Linked DNA regions of Capra hircus: region 1 is linked to region 2. Evidence: chromatin contacts called from public Hi-C data. All regions are on one chromosome and are shown on one strand. The core of a region is the stretch at or near the end of the contact, and the rest is flanking DNA. Distances in the headings are between cores, read along the strand shown. Region 1 overlaps ZNF652 (zinc finger protein 652). Region 2 overlaps PHB (prohibitin).

The links. Hi-C and Micro-C count contacts between places; a contact is called where the count stands out from the background.
Region 1: a Hi-C map of liver shows a contact between it and region 2, with 4 times the contacts expected there. The contact joins two enhancer-like sites. A contact is called at or near these places in 3 of 5 Hi-C or Micro-C datasets (blood and liver).

What each region holds. Positions count from the first base shown.
Region 1 is chr19:36,940,380-36,945,413 of ARS1.2, reverse strand. ZNF652 (zinc finger protein 652) reads right to left here. Exons shown (of 6, transcript XM_018064918.1): 6 at 1-3,764. The coding sequence ends at 3,253. Among named protein-coding and RNA genes, the nearest start is that of PHOSPHO1, 43 kb to the left of the region's middle. Within about 2 kb of position 3,548, at least 1 of the 5 cell types and tissues checked has an H3K27ac peak or open chromatin away from gene starts, as enhancers often do.
Region 2 is chr19:36,849,780-36,854,950 of ARS1.2, reverse strand. PHB (prohibitin) reads right to left here. Exons shown (of 7, transcript XM_013972518.2): 7 at 2,755-3,908. The coding sequence ends at 3,696. Among named protein-coding and RNA genes, the nearest start is that of PHB, 12 kb to the right of the region's middle. Within about 2 kb of position 2,055, at least 2 of the 5 cell types and tissues checked have an H3K27ac peak or open chromatin away from gene starts, as enhancers often do.

The DNA.
Region 1 (5,034 bases), core at 2,299-4,798, 89 kb before region 2:
GTCTAACTCTGTATAAACCTGCCCCTCTCAATTTGAGAAAGCAACAAGCAGCCTTTCATTTAGGCTAAGGAAGAGTTTATATTTGAATGACAAATCTACACGAGAGAATAGAAAAATGTAAAAAGAAAATTAAAAAGCAATATCAACTCAAGCTGGGAATTGCTAAGTCAGTCTTAATTCTAGCAATGGTACAAGCCTTTGAAGACAGTAAAATTTAAGTCATGAAAAACAGCCTTAATTTGATATCTATATAATGCTGAAATGTGGCCTTTGTTGTCTTTGAAATTTAAGTATAGATAAGGGCTGAGAACTCAAACTCCTCCAGAGTTCTTTTTTTCATAAACAGATAACAAATAGGTAATAATTTCTGAAGAAGTCACAGGGTGCTGTACCTTAGGTGGGAGGGAACACGCCACACAACTTTTATCTTAGTAAAGGATCCCATCAAATTTTTAACCCTGAGTTTGAGTCTTAAGCATGTTAAACCTGATGCACATATGTGTTTAAGGCTTCATCTTGCAGTCCTTCTATTCAGAAACATTGTTATGAATATTCTTAATGCATTTCATTAGGCATATGTAATCTGACACTGGTGAGCAGCCAATATATTCTGAGCAGTTTTCCTGAAGACCACAAACCCCAAATCAGGGAAGGTATACTTAACTAGGGGAAAAATTTGAGCTTCCAGATTGTTCCATAATATATTTCACTAAGAACTGTATTGTGTGACAATGCTGATTTTTAAAAAAAGATAATCCTTATTTTTTGCTTCTATTAAGGGTGGTAGTGATTTTCTGCTTAGTATTGGTTTTCCTACGTAGCAGATATTTTATGGCTATATTCACTTGAATGAAAAAAGAAATAGGACTACCTGGATTTTCCAGTGTGTAATTTATAGTACACCTCATAAAATGGTTGATTCTGTAAGTCTCCAGTTAGAATTCAGAACTGCAGCCCAATACTGTAAATTTATTTAGAATAAAATAAGGTATAACCAATTAATTAAGCTCAATTTACATCTTAAAAATCATTTTAATATTATAAGCTTGGACATGAAAAAATGGTATGTCCACACAAAGGTGTATACCCACAAACTTGTCATGGAATGCCAAGGAAATTGTGGAAGTAAGGGGAGGCAGCCACTAAAGACAGAACAGTCATAAATAAATTAACTTTTCATATTGGTTTGGGTACTCGAGTGTTCAAAGAATGTATACAGACATTTAAAACAGCATTCTTTAGAAGTTACATCCAAAAATAGGGAGAAAAGTATGATACTGAAGATACTTTTCTGCCTCACTCCCAAATTTTCCTATGCTCGCTATAGAAGACAAAGGCAATAATCAGAAAGAAAAAAATCTGGAAGTATTAAACCAGAAAGCTAGCAGAGAATGCAGCATTTTAAAAATAGGGACTTAACCTCAATGGAGAGTTCCAGTTTTTCCTACCACAGAGCTAATAAGCCAGAAAAGTGCTGCAAATATTTCTGCACACTTAATATTAAAAATAAAAATAAATAAAAGTCAGGGTTCTGAGTCACGCAAAGATTTAAAAGCCCGAGGAAAGAAAAATGAAGAAATTTCAAGATTAAAAAAACCGAGGAAGGGAGAGAGAGAGAGAGAAAGTAGACTTCGTGCTGGAACTCAGTTCACTGACATGAAAAATTACAAAACTTTTAGCTATACTGAGTCTGGATGAATGTGATCAGTTAAAAATAATCTGTTAGCCCTTCTGCTCAGCCTTTCCTATAATGAACCCCCAACTGACCATGCTCTTTAGAAGTTGCCCAAACTCTTCCAAATCTGCCCCAAATTAGAGATTGGCTCTTCTTATCGCCAAGAAGACTGCTACCAGGTAATTACTTGCAGAGGACACGGCAGTAAAATGTCACTTTCTTCCCCTCACTGCAATTTTCACTGTGTTGAACAGTCTGATGTTGTGACTATATCCACTGATACAAGAGACATTTTAAAAGTCATAGCCCATTTGTGTTCTTATCCAAATTTCTCAGCCACTATCAGCAACATCATGTTTTGATTTTAATGTACTATTTTATCTTTCCACAATTCTAGAAAAACAAAGCAACCTCAAAATAAGCAGTGTAGCAGGAGACTTCAATCTGTCATCCCACAAAGGTTGAACCTGAACACAGTTCTGAGGGAAGTGAGACGTGACTGAGATGAAACAGCCTCCCCAGCTTCCTCCTCTTGATGGTGAACAGCTTGACTCAGATTTTCAAAACAGGCCAGCTTCAGGTGACTTCCCTGGAAAAGGCTCAACCCCCTGCAAATCATTCCATTTAACACACTAACTGAACCAAACGGAACATGGAGGACAGAGCATGTCCATAAGCCTAACAGACCCCCCAAGTGTTAAGCAGAGATTTTAAAAAACTACCGAGGACTTAGGTCAAGTTCTGAAAGCAAAACCTCATTTTTTGCAGTAACTTGGTCTGGAGACCCTCTGAGATACATCTACTTTCTGAAGCACCTTTGAGTTGTACGGATGTAAGAATAACTTTGAACTATAGAAGTTATATGCATCTTTAAGAATCACATTTTGATGATTATAAAAATTTTTTCTATTTTACAACATAGGTCCAGCTACACTGAAAAAATTACACCGCTTATTGAAATACATTTCATTTTAGAAACAGACTACTAAAGAAGTCTATACAAAAACTCTAAAATAATTTCTGTAGTAAAATAAAGAGTGCATTAGGAGAGCTACACAAAGAAGAAAATTTCTTTCTCTATAATGCTTGATATACTGTGAAACACAGCTAGCTCAACTCTGAAGCCAGCACCAAAAGCTGAAAATAATTTGTTACGATACACAGTGATACAATTAATGCTCTGGATTAATCTCACAGCCTTCCCGATTAGTACAAAGGAAACCAGGCCTGTCCCCTCTTTGAGGAGAAGTCCAGGATATAAAAGCAAGCATACCTCATCAGCTGATATGAAATTATAAAATTCCACAAGTCTGAGTATTTGAAATTTATAAAAGTCACCAGAAAATGCAAGCAAATTGGGCTTTACTTCGGTGGTTCCCTGGTTTAGATGACCGTTCCCTCCGTGAGCTCAAGGTCTTCTTGTTCACTCCCTCGGATGTGCTGATTCACCAAGACAATGACAAAGCTCTCGGTGGAGGCTGAGAGTCTGACAGCTACAGAAAGGCTCACCAACCCCCTCTCTGCAAGCTCACACAGGGGCACGTGACTCGTGGAGAACACCCTTAAGGAGATGGATGTTAGTGATGCTGTGCTGCACTGCTCTTCTCTGCCAGGTGCCGCAGAAACGTGTCCTCACCCTGGCCTCTGTTATTTAAAGGCTCACTCTTAAAGAGAGCTGGAGGTGGGGGGAGGTGAGGGACGGGGGGGATGGGAAGGTGGTGTGGGTGGTGAGGGTGAGCGTGGATGTGAAGGTGCGAGAAGGGGTGGGGGATGGGCCGAGGGGGCAGAGTGCCCACAGGGTTCATACTGACGGGCGGGGCGGGGGTCGTGGGGCTGTTCACCGCAGAAGGAACTGGGGTGGCTGGGGAGGTTGTGAGTGGGACCTGGACAGCAGGCGGCACGTTCACGGGGCTGGTCACCCGGAAGCACTTCTCCTTGTGGGCCTTAAGCATGTTGGAGAAGCGGAACCGCTGGCCGCACACGTCACACGGGTAGGGCTTCTCGCCTGTGTGAGTCCTACGGTGCCTCTTCATGTTGGGGCGGCTGGTGAAGCTTTTGCCACAGATTTCACAGATAAAGGGTTTCTCTCCTGAGATGAACACAGACACAAAGACATGATTAACACACTAGGCGGTAAGTATGTGCTCCAGCTACCCTTCATATTAGATAAGGAGGTTATCACTTCTCTCCCTTACTGCATATTATATTCTGATAGTCATAAAAAAGTCCCCCAAAGTTGGGACTTCACAAAAAACAGCAGACACAACTAAAACTTATATACAACCTACCATCGGGGTTTGGGTAAAAGAAGATTAAAAAAAAAAAAGGCATCTACAAAAGTGATCTTCCACATCCTACCGGAAGAAGTGGTCAGATGGCTTTCCTGTGCTCAAGGGGACCAAGCCCACAGATGAATCTCTGCCTTTAAGCTAGGCCAGCTGATCCGTAAGCAATTTCTGACATTCCAACACAACGTAGGACTTTGCTGAAAATGTCCCGTGGAGTAAATAAGTCTCTGTATGTCTACTCGTTCCTAATCCTTAGCATGTGGCTTACTTTTTGGTATTTGGGGAAATACTGGACTAACTCACCCTACAATATGGATTTCACAATGCAGTGTTTCTCTGCAGGCAGTTTTCCATCACATGGGACTGTCTGCACATCTGAAGAGCACTCAGTGGTCCTGGATCCAGTTTACTAAATGTCCCCAATAAATTCTGACCATCAAAAATGTCCCCATACCATTTCCAAATGCCCATGGGTGTGGGGAGGATTGAAAGGCAGGCTACTGTTCTTGGTGGAGAACCTTTGGGACAGGGAGCCAAAAAGGAAACAAAACCCCATAATTCTAAGTGCACCTAGGGAGGAACTTGGGTTTGGGTTCTAAGGGATTAATTTTTAAGCTTTCCTTTGGACTTACTGCTTATTCTATGCTGTTTGCCTGCTCCTCTCCCCGGGTCATAGGGGAGAAACAAAATGATGTTTGAACATGTGTCTGTGATCACTTCATCCAGAATGCTGTGGTATGGTGTGCAGTACCATGTGCTTCAGTGACCATGTGCTTGCACTTATCAATTCCTTCACCAATGCTCAGTGTATGTAGCTTCTATCTTTACTGTAGCTCCTGCTACAAGAGTTTGCTCTCACTTCAATCATTGCTCCCTTTCTTTCTAATAGATGTCCTTATTCTGTTCAATATAAATAAAAGATACTGCATATTGTTCTCATATGCAGTATTACTTACTATGTTTTAATCACTTAACATCTCATTAACCTTTGGTGATCCCGACAGCCTTATGAGGGAGGTATGTTGTTATCCCTATTTTACTGATGAGGAAATTAAGAAACTTGCTAAAGGC
Region 2 (5,171 bases), core at 806-3,305:
TCGATTCCTGGGTTGGGAAGATCCCCTGGAGAAGGGATAGGCTACCCACTCCAGTATTCTTGGGCTTCCCTCGTGGCTTAGCTGGTAAAGAATCCGCCTGCGATGTGGGAGACCTAGGATCGATCCCTGGGTTGGGAAGATCCCCTGGAGAAGGGAAAGGCTACCCATTTCAGTATTCTGGCTTGGAGAATTCCATGGACTGTGTAGTCTGTGGGTCGCAAAGAGTCGGACACAACTGAGCGACTTTCACTTCACTTCAATCAAGGGAGGAGTAGCTGCTGAAGGTTTTTCAGGAGAAAGGGGAAGAGATCTACTTAGAAAAATGAAGTTTGTTGACATATACTCAATAGAAAACTGATGAGAACCTGCAGTATACAACAGGGAACTCTATTCAATGCTCTGTGGTAACCTAAACAGGAAGGAAATCCAAAAAAAGAGGGGATATATACACACGTATGCATGCTAAGTCACTTCAGTCGTGTTCGACTGTTTGTGACCTTATGGACTGTAGCCCACCAGGTCCCTCTGTCCATAGGATTCTCCGAGCAAGAATACTGGAGTGGGTTGCCAGGCCCTCCTCCAGGGATCTTCCCAACTCAGGGATTGAAGCCATGTCTCATTATGTCTCCTGCATTGCAGGAGGTTTCTTTACCACTAGCGCCACCTGGGATGTGTATACATATAGCTGATTCCTTTTGCTATATAGCAGAAACTAATACAACATTGTAAAGCAACTATACTCCAATAAAAATAATGAAAAATGAAGCTTGGAACAGTGTGCAGGATGAACAGGAGGCCAAGGAAAGGCAGGGACATCATTTACAGCTTCCTGTGACTGTCTCACCCAGGTTATTTTCAGTCAGGATGGGCTGCTTTGCCCACAGTATTGGCAGATGGGAAAGGTCCAGGGATGGCCTAAACACTCTTCCCTGCTGATGGCTGGACCACTGGCTCATTAGAAGAGCATCTGCTACACCAGGCTTGGACAATATTCCATTCTCTCTCTCTCTCTTTCAATTTGACCCACCTGGAACGGCACAGCTCCTCCCACTTCGGTCCACACCAGCAGAACGCGTATAAAATGCAGCAACCTTTGAGGGTCTTCTTTCCCGGCTCCCCCAGTTCAGGGCCCAAACAAGGGAACTATTCAGCCTGACCAAAGGAGGCAGGGATGGAGACACTCCTGCTTGGCCCCTCCCTGGGCAGGACAGGACACGGCTTCTGATCCAAGGCCAAGAGAATCCCGAGCTGATAAAAGCCCATTGTGGCAGTGTCTGGAGAAACCCGGAGGCCTTCAGGGGACGCTGGGGCTAAGCAGTCAGTTAACAGCCCTTGAACATTTGTGAAAAGAATTACTTGGCGGAAGTCAAGGCAGAATGAGGCCCCGGGTTACCACTGGCACCATTCATGGCAGGGAGGCTACAGACAAAATCAGCAGGAACTGGCCTGCCTGCTGCTGAAGGGCTGACCTGGAGGCAGAAAGAACCCAGAGGCTGGGGAGGGCTCCCCTCACACACCTGGGTGGGAAATCCAATCTCCTGCCAAATGCAAGAAACAAGCTGCTCTTTTAAAAAGGGCCTGGGGAAGAGAGGCGCCTCCTGCACCGCAGCCCCCCCGCACCCCCCACACCCGCCAGGGTGTCCGGAGCAATAAACAGCAGGAAAGGAGGAAGGCCGCTGAGTGGAAGCAGGTCTGGAACCTATTTAGCAGTCAAGCTCTTTCTGCTCCAGTCTTCCATGCATTTTGAGTTCAGGCACCTCCCCACTTGCAGGCCTCGCTATTCTTACAGCAAAAAACACAAGTAGTAAGAGTTATTCTGAGATAACTGATGCCAGGGAGGTGGTGAGGTGACGGGCTGAACGAGGCTCGCTCAGCATCAGAATGAAGCTTTGGTGGGAAGTTCAGCTGAGGGTCACGAGCCCATCACACTCCTGTCGGCACGCTCACAGTGGTGGGAAGGGACGTGATCCCCGCGGAGGGGCCCTGGAAGGGGAGCAGGGTGTAGTGCCGGCAGAAGTCAGGCCCCAGCCCACCCCAAATCAGTGCATCTGTCCCCTTTCCCAGCTGACAGCTGGCCCTATCACTCTGGGAGAGGAAATGCAGAATCCAGGTCACAGACCAGCCTGCCGAGTCCTCTTAAGAGGCTGCTCTCCTTGGCCAGGTGGTGAGCCTGGGATTAAACCAAGAGCAGAGGTTAAAGCACAGTCAACGTGGGTGCTGACTGCACTGTTGTTCCCGTTCTGTTCCTTAAAGGATCCGAGGTGGGTGACCGGCACAGCTCATTTCTCAATCCTGTCCCCTCTCCCCCCGCCCTTCAAAGACCAAGGCCTTTCCACAGCAGAGTAAAGCGGAATAAGCAATACAACCCCATGACAGGCAAGGCACCGAAGCCGTCTACTGTCTGTCAGTCTAACCAGAGCGCACTGCGGGCTTGGCAGTGTGTTTCACGTCAATCCCTCTCTCAGTAAATGCGCCTACAACTCCCAACTCAAAGACAACAAAGGAAGTTAACAAGCCTCCATCCAACCTTACCTCCTAAGTACCCATGGCATGATAAACCTCACTTGACACCACTGATTAATTTCAGGCTGGGGATGGATCTGGACGGCAACCCAGTGTTTTCTGAAACCAAAGCATTTCCTGCCCTGCTGGAGAGTCTGTCCTCTCTGGTGATACAATTGTGCACAGAGACTATTGGCATGTTCTGTCCTGAGCCCATGGCTCCCACAAACAAACGAAACAAACCCACAAGACTGAGCTGGAAGGTCTGGGTGTCATTTATTGATAGTTTACACACATTTGTCTTCTTCTCATGGTCATTTCCTTCAAGGCACAGGCACAGAGCCCTCTAGAAGGGCAGTCTCTGAACCAGGGAGCCAGGAACACGGGATGCACACGTCTTTGGCAGGCCTGTACAGCTCTGGCCGGATGCAATCCTTCAAGCTGGAAATCCGCCGGGTATTTGAGACACGAAGGTGGGAGGTGGAGAGGAAGGCCACAGGACTCTCATCTCAGTCCAGGCCTGCTCTCTCTATTCAAATCCATTCCAGAACTCTGAGGCGGGGGGAGAGCAAACCAAATCAGGCCCACCCACCTTCACGGAGGCAGATTCTTCAATCCGTGCCGTTTGTACACACGTGCTTCCGCTGGTCCCGCAGTTAAAGAGCATCAGCTTTATGGTAAGAGATGGATCACTTCCTCTCTGACCCTCCCCAGCACCTCTCTTCAGCTGGGTCTGTGCAGGAGCCACTGGAGAAATCCGAGGCCTGTGTTCACCATTCATCTGCGTGTGCCATCTTCCTCAAATCCTGAATGAAGGGTTGGTTGGAGGCTACAAGTTTACTCAGGCCTCCCACTGACTCCCAGCTCATTACACACAAGGCCCTGCCTTTCTTCTGCCAATTCTCAGTGCCTGGGCAGGAGTGCCAGCCGGCCCCAAAGACCGGAACCAAGCTGTCTGTGTAGGCACTTAGCAATTTGGGGTAGGAAGGTAAATTAAAAAAAAGGGGATGGAAATGAGAAGAATCAAAGAGCTCCATCTGATTGAGTAATTAAGAGATCTGAAGTGATTTTACTTTTATTTCCTTCACTTTAAGCCAATCATGAAGTTTCACAGTGATTTCTGGGGCAGGAGAAGGAAGGTGGTGCTGAGCAACTTCGGGGCTGTGGTCCAGCTGGCCCAGGAGGTGTAGGCCTCACTGGGGCAGCTGGAGGAGCACCGACTGCCCGGCAGGCAGGTAGGTGATGTTCCGCGAGCGCGACAGCTGGTACGCGATGTCTTCTGCGGCCTCCAGCTTGCGCAGCTCGATCAGGCCATCGCCTGCAGTGGCGAGCGAGTTGGCGATTAACTCGGCCGCCTTGGAGTCGCCCTCGGCGGAGATGATGGCTGCCTTCTTCTGCTGCTCAGCCTGCGAGGGTGGAGGCAGAGACCAAGATGACACCCTGGGGCGTGATGGCGGGTTACAGCCTCAAAAGCTCTGTGTTAGGCACCCTCTCTGGATCCTGAATGAGCTCTGGGATTTTACCCCTCTCTCCCTTCAGAAGGGCTCAACAAACACTATTCACTCAATTCTCCTTGCCCTCATCATGCCCACTGCTCACTACTAAAGGGACACATTTCTGTTGGCTGTATAGAGAGCTGTCTTATTTCAAAGTCCTCAATAACATTAACAGCAACTGAGGCCAGCCACCTACTCTGAGCCTGGAGGATCCCAGGCCAAGGAAAAGAAGAGAGAAAGAAAGGTAGACTCAACCTTCATCTTTCCCTCCAGGCCCAAGTCAAAGCGACTTTCATCAAAACCAGTGCAGCCAAGTAGGAGCAGCAGGCACAGGATGCTCCTTAGACTGTGGGCTAAAGGGGTTCCCGACCAGGAACTTGGGCACCCAGTATAAGACCTCCTGGCTTTCCCAGCTTGTATCAACAGGAAGACGTCTACCTACAATGTATGACCTTCAGAACGGTGGGAGGAGAGCGCGGTGCAAGGCCTCCCTGAGATTAACACACAGTTACTCAACTGAGGCTCTGGGGCTGTTCACTCAACAAATGTTTACGGATACCTAGTATCTATCTGAGGCATGGTTTTGGCTATGTTCTAGATGCTGGAGAGAGGAAGAAAAAAGAAAAAAAAATCTCCACCCACATGGAGTCTATATTCTCTAAAGTTAAATGTCTACCCATATATCTTTCTTTGGTTGATTCTAAGGATGAAGGAATCTTGGATTAGGAATAAAAATCCAAGTGTATTAGTGGTGGGGAGAAGGAGATACATGAAATAAATACACCTTTGCAAAGACTGAAAGACCAGGCCCTGTGCAAATCCACTGCATCCCAGCACACTCTGACACATCTGGATGGATTTAGTGCTTGAAAAAAAATCCAGTGACAATAGTGTATCTGGTGCAACGTTTGATCCTTTAGGCTTTCAGCTTTCACTGTATAACTAAGGTTAAAAACAACTTCTCAGTGAAGCTGAAAATATTCCAGAAGAAACATTTTTATTTGTGGGAGAGTGTTTTTGATCTTAGGGACGTGGAAAAGAAATTACTCTTCAATGATTTAGGAACATAACCTCACATATCCCTGACTAGACCCTAAAGACTCTGGAACCAATTGCAGGAGTACAGTCTTTTCAATCCCCTTCCGATGACCCCGGAAGAAGAGATGACAGATG